Regions from separate parts of the Mus musculus genome. Here all the other regions are linked to region 3. The links are chromatin contacts, called in public HiChIP or PLAC-seq and Micro-C maps. All regions are on one chromosome and are shown on one strand. Each heading gives the region's core, a stretch centred on a gene start, on an enhancer-like site or on the middle of the called end of the contact. The rest is flanking DNA. Distances are from core to core; before and after follow the strand shown. Region 1 holds the start of Pkm (pyruvate kinase, muscle). Region 2 holds the start of Parp6 (poly (ADP-ribose) polymerase family, member 6). Region 3 holds the start of Neo1 (neogenin).

What was found. A called contact is a pair of places that touch in the nucleus more often than the background predicts. HiChIP or PLAC-seq counts read pairs in DNA pulled down with a chosen protein or histone mark.
Region 1: a contact with region 3 is called in an H3K27ac HiChIP or PLAC-seq map of extraembryonic endoderm stem cells, with 8 times the contacts expected there. The contact joins the promoter of Pkm here to the promoter of Neo1 in region 3. A contact is called at or near these places in 3 of 39 promoter capture datasets (cranial neural crest, embryonic stem cells and frontonasal cranial neural crest), 2 of 484 Hi-C or Micro-C datasets (embryonic stem cells and uterus) and 3 of 115 datasets of contacts at active chromatin or transcription factors (astrocytes, extraembryonic endoderm stem cells and pancreatic cancer cells).
Region 2: a contact with region 3 is called in a Micro-C map of embryonic stem cells, with 7 times the contacts expected there. The contact joins the promoter of Parp6 here to the promoter of Neo1 in region 3. A contact is called at or near these places in 3 of 39 promoter capture datasets (the 3T3-L1 cell line and cranial neural crest), 2 of 484 Hi-C or Micro-C datasets (embryonic stem cells and forebrain) and 4 of 115 datasets of contacts at active chromatin or transcription factors (the NIH/3T3 cell line, embryonic stem cells and pancreatic cancer cells).

The regions. Positions count from the first base shown.
Region 1 is chr9:59,654,814-59,658,035 of GRCm38.p6, reverse strand. It overlaps Pkm (pyruvate kinase, muscle), which reads right to left and starts at 1,460. Exons shown (of 11, transcript NM_011099.4): 1 at 1,387-1,460. Gm51708 (a long non-coding RNA gene) reads left to right here and starts at 2,130. Exons shown (of 4, transcript XR_003948336.1): 1 at 2,130-2,199.
Region 2 is chr9:59,615,773-59,618,987 of GRCm38.p6, reverse strand. It overlaps Parp6 (poly (ADP-ribose) polymerase family, member 6), which reads right to left and starts at 1,704. Exons shown (of 24, transcript NM_001205239.1): 1 at 1,580-1,704; 2 at 281-520. Gm51709 (a long non-coding RNA gene) reads left to right here and starts at 1,864. Exons shown (of 3, transcript XR_003948337.1): 1 at 1,864-2,001.
Region 3 is chr9:59,034,658-59,037,832 of GRCm38.p6, reverse strand. It overlaps Neo1 (neogenin), which reads left to right and starts at 1,392. Exons shown (of 28, transcript NM_001042752.1): 1 at 1,392-1,867. The coding sequence starts at 1,705.

The sequences.
Region 1 (3,222 bases), core at 211-2,710, 620 kb before region 3:
GTAGCCTTCAAGGTAACTACTTCATTCATTGACCAAAAGGATATAATGCATGCCCTTCTGGATATTTCACCCGAGGTTAGTCACTACATCGAGGATGGCCCGTACTTACAAGGAGACCAGTAATTTAGCAGCCTGGAGTGACACAGGACCAGAGGCCAAACCTAAGAATATTAATAGATCACACCGGATTCCAAAACCTAGCTGCCTCCATGCACGACTGGATTTTCACTATAAGGTTCACTTTTTCCAAACTACCAGTGTCCTGGATTTGGAAAAAGTGGTCGAGCTCTTATCTTACTATGACTGGGTATTTACTGGGTCTTTATAGCCTTCAGACTAGAAGATGCCCGGCTTTTTCAAAACCAGTATGCCGGCCACCTTGTGCATGCAGCCCCATCTTCCTCATAGCACTGACTTGACAAAATCTGCTTCCCTAATTAGACCGAGCTCTGTGGGCTATGTGTGTTCTGGTAGCGTCGGGCTCCAGTTTCTGTCGGGAACGGGTATGGGTTGATCGCCCACCCTCCCCCTCGCCAGCACGTGGGAGCAGCATGACCGATTAATCAGACGCATCGCAGTACGTGCCGCCCCTCCGCCGCAGGATGGAGCGCGAGAGCAATGAGGGCCCGTGCCCACCACCAAAAATCTGCGGGCACACAAAACAGGCAGCAATAGCGGCCAACCTTTCTTGCCAGGCCACCGGGAATACAAAAGTTACGTAACTTGTAGCTGCATTACCAAGGACCGCTAGTGACTGCATCCTACCTCCATGCACCGGACCACGAGGAGTCCGCGGACGTGACTAGAATGCGGGGGGAGGGGAAAAGCTGCGAGGGGGAGGGGCGAGGATATGGAGGTTGAAAGGATGCTGCGGCGCGGACGTGACCGGATCGGAGGGGGGAGGGGCGACGAAGAGCTGCGAACACTGGCGCGGGAAGAGAACGCTGACCTGAAAGGAGGATGAACGCGGAGGCTGAATGGGGGGTGGGGGTGGGGTGAGTAGGGGAATTATTTCAAGTAGAGATTAAGAGGAGGGCACCGAATTATGAGGGCACAGAGCTAAGAGGAAGGTCGTAAGTCGTAGTGGATGTAGGAGGACGAGCATCGGAGCAGGGCGAGAACAGGGTGGCGAGGATAGCAATAGTAAGATAAGAGGCTGGAACCAGATTGAGATGGAAGAGAGAGCAGAATGAGACCGTGGGAAAGGAGCTAGCCGGCCACCCTCAATTTGGAGGATTAAGACTTGGACTCAAGTGTGGCTCCTCCCCAACCCGGAGTGGGATGCTCGATGCCTGGCGCCTGAGTCCCGCGTGGGCAGGCAGGCCTGCGTTACACACCAGTGGGCATCGGCTCTGGGGACAGATGGCTTAGGTTCTCCCCGCTCACCTCGGGCGTACTTCGGTTCCTGCTGCGATACCTAGAGCGGACGTCAGTCAAGTGAAGACGAGTCGCTGCTGTGCGGGGCTGCGCCGACTGGGCCTCAAGGTTATCACAGCTGCGGGCCGCCGCAATCCCTCCGCAGCCCCGCCCCTCGCCCAATCCGGGCTGCGGCCGGCGGCGCCCCGCCTCTCAACGGGGCGCCCGCACCTCCTGAGAGAAGCTCAGGGTAGGCGGGACAAGCAGGTTGCCCTTTTGAGGAGGACTACCTTCCGTGGCGGAAGGACATCGTAGACCAAATTTGCTCAAGGGTTATCCTGTTGACCAATGGGGAAGTGGTGAGGGAGCAAGGCCCGCCCACCGGGCCAGCGCCGCCGCCGCCACCACCACCCCTAGGTTCCCGGGCGCCACCGCCACCTGTTGCTTTAGATCGGCTACAAAATGTTCCCTTTTTGGCCTTTTGCCCAGGTCTCCCCATCTGCCCTGGCCTACCAGGGCGGTGCCCAGATTTATAGGTCCACGGACATTCCTCCAGCCCCGCCCGGAGACTCTCCACCCTCCCGGCGCCCGCCCCAGTACACCCTCTGAGGCTGAGCGGAACGGGAAGCTGGGGTGATGGGAGCAAGAGAGTGGTGGAAGGTCTGGGCTGCCTCCTAGAGGGTTCCAGACTTAGAGGCTGGGTAGGAAGAACTTAAGTCTCTCTTTGGAACGTGAGCGCGACCTCCTAATAAGGAGGGCTAGATTGGACCCATGTTAATACTTTGAGTCTCGAATCCTGCACTTTTAAAATGCCTGGACCTGGACGCAGCAAACCAATCCAAGGTAATTAGTGCAGAACTGGACCTACGTGTAGCCATTATCTATGCAGGAGTCAACACTGGTTTTTGACTCAGGCGTGTATGTATTTAAATTTGTAGTATTGGAGGCATTAACAATTTTTTCCCTACAAAGTATTTTCTAATTTCCCAACTGTTAACACTAGTCTTCATTCCGCAGAGTTTTGAAAGCAGATACAATGTTGCCACATTCTAAATGGGAAGACTGTACCTTAGGTTTTGGATTTTTTTTGGTTTTGTTTTGTTCTTTTGTTTTTCTTGGTAAAAGATGGGTGTGACCATTTCAAGCAGACACTTCTTTGTAGTTGAATCACAGGCCTTCATCCCATTTTCGGTCAGTTTTGATTAGAGGGAAGGGTAACATAAATGCAATTTGTAGTGAAATAAAGTTTTTTAGTTTCTTCTATAAGTCCCCTTGGTCCCCTTAGTTTAGGGAAGTAAATGCTTGGTTATTATGGTGGAAAGAACATGAAGTTGGGGAGGGGGAGGTTATATCTGTGGAGGAAATCATTCCTTTCTGCAAGAGAAGGGGGTAGAAGAAATGACCTCTTTGTGCCTTGGACACACACACACAAAAGAACCATAGTGTTCAACAGGGTGACAGTTATCTATCTACTCATGTTGAGGTCCACTGTGCATACTGTGCGTCAAGCAGAGTAGCTCACACCTGTAATTCCAACGCTCAAGAGGCCAAAGTCAGTCTGAGCCACACAGATCTAGGCCCACGCAGGTCAGGGTTTCGGTTATAGATTCATATTCATTCTTTTTCTCCCTCCCTCTCTCTCCTCTCCTCTTTTACACACACACAGAGGAATGCACGCACACATGCATTAATGAACTCTACCATCACCACAAATCTAGATACAAAGCTTGGTGATCTTAAGTCTGTGACCTTGACACTTAGGGACTGAGGCAGAACTCCAGGCCAATCTGGATATGGACCCAGACTGACATGAATATCCATTAAACTGGAGAATTGGTGCTAGCCAAGAATTGCTCTTCATCTGCA
Region 2 (3,215 bases), core at 455-2,954, 580 kb before region 3:
CCACCATGTGGTTGCTGGGAACTGAACTCAGGACCTCTGGTAGAGCAGTCCAGTGGTCCTAACTGCTGAGCCATCTCTCTCACTCCTGACTGTAGCTCTATAAGCAAAGATTTTACTGTTTTCACCATTCTCAGCCTCTATAACACATTTACTGAATTAGTGAATGAGCCCTCAGCTATGTACCTAGGCCAAATAGGAGGTAAGTATAAGAACTTAAATGCTGCTACTAAACTGACAAAAATCACACAAAATGCTTTTTAAAAATCAAGACTTCATTCACCTTCAAGAGCAGCTGAGGTGCCAATTATGAAGTTTGGGACCAGGGTTCTTTTAGATTGAAAACAGTCAAATGCTGCTCTGGACGAAGAGGGAAGCACTACAGTCCAGCCTGGGTTGTCTTGGGGTGAGCAGTAGAATGAGGGCAGCTTAGGCTAGAAGTGCCAACTTTCTCAAGGTCTTTCACTGTAGAAGTCAAGGAAAACTGAGCATCTCCTCAGGGTTTGCTGCTTGGTTTCTGATGCTATTAAAAGGAGGGGGTAAAAAAAATCAGTTTTTCTAAGGAAAAGACAGTTATGAAATGACCAGCTTCTCCAACCAGACTGTTTTAGTAAAAAAAGACTTGAATCCTCAACACTCCATGGCCTTCTCTCAGGAATGGAGAGTAGATTTAAAAGCTGGAGAGTGGGAAAAGGCAGATGGTGGAGCACGGAATTCATTAAAAAAGAAAAAAAAAAAAAAAGAGGGGGCTGAGAGATGACCTAGTTCAAAGTTTTCATGTTACATATTTAATACTCCAACCTAGGGAGGTCACAAAACTTGCATAAGTAACTTGAACGTTTGATAGGGCCAAATCTATCCATTTTTTCATGTAATAACTAGTTCGGGGTGGGGGTGGGGGGCAGATCTGGAACCTTTCAAGAGGAGCTAGATCAAATAGAGACTATTAAGAGTGCCCAGAGAAGTGTGCTGTTAGGCTCAGTGTTTATTCTGGGGGATGGCAGCTCGCATTAACACGCTTGGTCTATTTCTATGAGATCGTGCCAACGGTAAATAAGCCTTCGGACGACCCACAAAGGTCTTTTTCTCTACGTCCATTGGCACTTTTCAGAGTGACCATTTAACGTATACCTAGTCAAGAGACGCCTCTGATCTCAACGTCTACATTCTGGGCTTGACTTCCAGCTCAGTGTGCTAGGAGAAGAAAACTCCACTCCAACGGAAGTGTCAAAAGGACTAGGCTACTAAACAAAGGGCGAAGGAGGGTGCGGAGGGGCGAGACCCGCGGGCCAGCGCTAACCCTAGCCCGGGCGGAGGGAGAAGACCAAGACGCTCGCGAGGACACCTGCGCATGCAGGGCAGGGCCTGAGGCCTCTTCTCCAGGTGTCCCCCAAAGCCCTCAGCTCCGGCCTTCCCCGTTAAGGACCCGTCTGCGGCTCGCCGCCGCCAGCCGCCCAGCCGAGCGAAGCCTGTCAGCATCCCTTACTTGGTCCCTCAGGCAGGGCGGACCTTGCCAGCAGCCCGACCGCCCCGCCCCATCCCCACTCCAGCCTCCCCACACGCCAGCCTAGAGAGTACTCACGGCGACCCCGGGCCGCGCGCGGCCGCCGCGGAGGGGACGAGCGGCCCGGGACGCCCCGCGGGGGCGGAGCGGCAGGCCAAGGGGCGGGGACCGAGGCGGGCGGGTGAGGTCGCGCACCACACGCCTCAGCGTGCGGTCTCGGGCACGCCGGGGCGCTCTGCGCATGCTCAGGCGAAGACACCGCGATCAGGTGTCCTCTTCCGACCAACCGCGGTGCGTGCTGTACCTGGGCGTGTCCCCACCCCAGGGTGCTAGCCAGGGCGCGCGTGCGCAGTGATCCAGAGTTGAAGGCGTGAGGAAGCGAGAGAGTGGCGCTTGCGCTTTGGGGCCCGGAGGGAGCTTGAGAAAGAGGTTCTCCGGACATGCCGAAATATAATGTTTTTCTTTGTCGCCTCGTGTGGTTAGGAGGGTTGCAGAAGAAGGTAATCTAGATTGCCTATATAGAGATACTGAGGTGCCCCTTTGGTGCAGCTTGAAGCCAGACAAAAATAGGAATCAAAAGTTAAAATTCTGAAATCTGACTTGCTCCCATGTTCATTTGCTTCGGTGTACCGACCGCACCCAGGCTTTCTCATCACACAGGGGACTGGGGACATAGCTCACTTGGAAGAGTGTTTGCCTAGCAACCACAAACCCTTAGTTTATGCACAGGTGTGTAAATCCCGTGTCGTGCCTGTAGTCTGTATAATGTTATCTCAGCATTCAGAAAGTTGAAGCACAAAAATCAAGTTAGAAGTCTTTTTGTTTTTTGTGGTTTTTTTGTTTTTGTTTTTGTTTGTTTTGTTTTGTTTTTCGAGACAGGGTTTCTCTGTATAGCCCTGGCTGTCCTGGAATTCACTCTGTAGACCAGGATGGCCTCCAACTCAGAAATCCACCTGCCTATGCCTCCCAAGTGCTGGGATTAAAGGCGTGTGCCCCCATAGAAGTCTTAAGCTACATAGCCAATTCAAGGCCAGCCTGGGATATATGAAACCATCTCAGAAATTAACTAAATGAAACATTTTAGTTGGGATGGAAGAGAAAGCTCAGCAGCCAAGATCAGTGGCTGCACTTGTCAAAGGCCTGGGTTGGGTTCCCAGCACCTACGAGTCAGTTCACAATAATTTGAAACTCCAGTTTCAGGAGATCTACTACCCTCTCTGGCCATCACAGGCACTAGGAACCAATGCGTTGCACGCACATATATGCAGGAAAACACAAACATGCATATGTAAAATTAATCTTAAAAAAAAAAAGTGGGGCTGGAGAGATGACTCAGGGGTTAAGAGCACTGGCTGCTCTTCCAGAGGTTCTGAGTTCAATTCCCAGCAACCACATGGTTGCTCAGAACCATCTATAGTGAAATCTTGGGCCCTCTTCTGGCATGCAGGTGTACATGCAGATACTCATACATTAAAAATAAAAAAAACCCTTAAAAAAAAAAAAGTGTGGGACGGTAGTGGTGCATGCCTTTAATCCCAGCACTTTAAAGGCAGAGGCAGATCTCTGAGATGCTAGTCTGGTCTACAGCACTAGTTCTAGGACACTCAAAGCTACACAAAGAAACAGTCTCAAAAAAAAAGAAGGAAGGAAAGAAGAGAAAATTAAATTATTGCATTCTTGGCTTGAGCCGTTGTGCTTGCCCCCTGGGTTCTAG
Region 3 (3,175 bases), core at 143-2,642:
TTTAACAGGTCATCAGGGGTATTTAGGAAATATTTTTTCTGGTTAATAACTCTAACCAAAACAAGATATTTAAATGGTTTCCCTAGTGGAAAACAATAAGCGAGTGTTTGCTCTTTTAAACCAATTGTTTCAAAGAGCCAGGGGAAGGGAGGGCTCCTAATTTCACTGTTTTAATGAGGTTTCTGAGCTCTTCATTCCCCACGTCAATCCATGCCTTATTTTGGAACTTTGGAATAAAATAAGATAAAATAGCAAGTGACTAGAGAAGGCATGGTGTGTGTTAGAAAAAGAAATGTCTTTTTTTGCTGGACACATCTTGGATATTGACTATACGCAGAAGGGCAAATAAAAATCCAACTCCTATCAACAACCCAACATGACTAAGTGAAGAACCAGGGTAGAACAGTATGGGCACTCTCGCCAGCAGACTACAGACTGTTTTCTCCTAACTTTGGGTAGCTCGATCCTCAGTAGTACCAGGAGGTTGAAAAACCAATTCCCGCGTGCTCCGCGTTTACTGTCGAGAGACACTTTGGATCTCAAGTACAAAACTGCAAAGTGACCATCCAGGGCCTAGGTAAAAGGCTGCAGTGACTGCAGAGAATTAGCCCCGGGGAGATTGAGTCACGGGGTTGGGTCCTGGCCTGGGCACGCGATGGAGTGGACTCCCCGCACCTTTGTCTGAGCCGGAGCCGAGTGTCTCAGTGGGGACGCGGGGCACCACGGTCCCGGCGGGTCGGGTACCGCCCGAGAGGAAGCCAGAGGTCGGCGCAGTGCGATCGGCCCCCTCCCACGGGAACCGCGCCAGGTCCCCAGCAAGAGCCGGGCGGCCTGCTATTGTTTTTGGCGAGCACATAAATCCGTGCGCCGACCCTCTGCGAACCCAGGTTTCCTCCCGGAGGCCATTCGGTTTCCTCTGAGGCCCTATATAGAGGCCCGGGGCAGAGAGGTGCGCGCAGGCTCGCGGCCTCCGTGAGCAGCTCCGGAGTCCGTGCGGCTCTGCCTCAGGTCTCCGTAGCCTTTGAAGCGGTCCGCGGAGGTGAGGGGAAATCTCTCCCGCGGGTTAGGAGCGGGAGGCGGGAGGCGAAGGAGGCGGATCGCTTCTCCGGGGTTTCCCTGACGCCAGCAGCAGCAGCAGAGCCCGGCGCGCGCGCCCCGCGCCCGTGCCCGTCTCCCGAGAGCCAGAGGGGGGAGGGGAGCGGGCCCGCCGCCTGCCCCTGCGCCAGCTCGGCTCCACCGCCGCGGCTGCCCGCGAAGCGACCGCCGGGATTGGAGCCCGGCAGGCCGCGGGGCGCGAAGAGGGTGCTCGTGGGGAGGGAGGCGCGCGTGCGCGGCTGTGAGCGTGCGCGGCACGGCGCGCTCCGGCGCCCGCCCCCCACCCCGCGGTCTCCGCCCCCCTCGCTCTACCGTGAGGAGCCCGAGTCGGCGGCGGGTGGCGGCGCCTGGAACCTGGAGAGACCGAGCCACCCCCCGGCTCTCGGCCGGAATGTACTGATTCTCCTCTGCTCTCCTCCCCGCCCCGCTGCAGGAGGGAGGCGCCCGGAGTCTTTCCCCCTGGGCGCGCGAGGGGGCCGCGCGGGCCGGGCCGGGCCGGGCTGGAGCCGAGCCCTGCGGCGCAGAGACCGGCTGAGGCGCGCTGAGGGAAGGGCGCGAGCGCTCCGCGGCGCTATCGCCGCCGCCGCCGCCGCCACTCGTGGGGTAGAGATGGCGGCGGAGCGCGAAGCCGGGCGACTCCTCTGCACCTCCTCCTCCCGGCGCTGCTGTCCGCCACCGCCGCTGCTGCTGTTGCTGCCGCTGCTGCTGCTGCTCGGACGCCCGGCGTCCGGCGCCGCGGCCACGAAGAGCGGCTCCCCGCCGCAGTCCGCAGGTAAGTCGGGCCGGGCCCGGGACGCCGTGGGGGCTGGGGCGCGGCACCGGCTCCCGTGGCCGCTGCGGTGGGTTTTTGTTGTTGTTTAGGATCCAGAGGGGAACGTGCGGGAACTTTTCCTCCTCGGCTCCCGTTGCTGGAGAGAAAAGGGTCTCGCGTGGTGGAAAGCGGAGCAGGCAGGAGGGGTTCCTACCGGGGGAGGGGCGCCTCCGGGATCCGGGCCGGAGCTCTGGGGTCCAGTTCTGCGCTTTGTACCGGGAGGCAGGTTCACCCCTCGCCTCTTTCCCCTCCCCCAGGCTCATCCCACTTGTAAGAGTGGGACATTCTTGTGCTCACACAAGCACCAGTAGAGGCCACTACACACCTCATTAGATAAACAATCGTACAGCCAATTCATTAATTTTCAGGAAGGGATGGAGGAGGGGGCTTGAATTCATTCTCTTCACCCTCCATCCCCCTCGGCCATGGGTTGCCCAGCTTCTGAAGTCCAGGGAAGCGCTGTCGGATCTCGAGGGACTCTTCGCTCAGTGATTGGAGCCTGGGTCTTCAGGAGAGGGGGTGCTAAGGGGCATACTAGCCCCTTCATGATCAGATCAGTGGTGTTGACTTAGCCTTGTGGACGCCTTGGAGAGCGGCTCCAAGTGATTCTGTGAAGTAGTGCCTCTTTACTAGGGATTTAACTATATTTCTATGTAACCCACTCTCAACTTCTGAAAAATTTCAGACATCGGATTTTTAAGGATTTGTCTAATTGTCTCTATGTGACTATATATGTATATGTGTGTGTATACACACACACACACACACATACACATATATACACATATATGTGTATATATATTCAGCATCTTTTTTTTTTCTGTGTGTTTCATGCATTCCTGGAGTCACCAGCATTCTTACATATTTAAGGGTGCCAATTGACACATCGCCAAGCCTCTGATAGTTGAGCAGGGTTCACTCGGCTCTTGAAGAGCAAATTGACATGTGCTTTGCTAACCTCGTTTACCTAAGGTGGTGTGCCATATAACTTGAAGAAACTTTCACTCACTTTGTGGAGATTTAGATTTTTAATACGAAGGTCACCTGATCAGACACAATGGCAACTTGTAATTGCTAAACCAAAAACGTGTTTCCCTCTGATTGTTATGAAATCATTAAAATCACTTCGAAATGTGATTTGCTGATAAAGTTTGTTATTTTGCATTTTGTGTGTATGTGTATAGAGCTCACAACTTGCCAGTGTTAACAGTTTTAAACCCACACTAGTATATATTATTTAAGCTGCTAAACAGGAGTGTTAATGTTAAG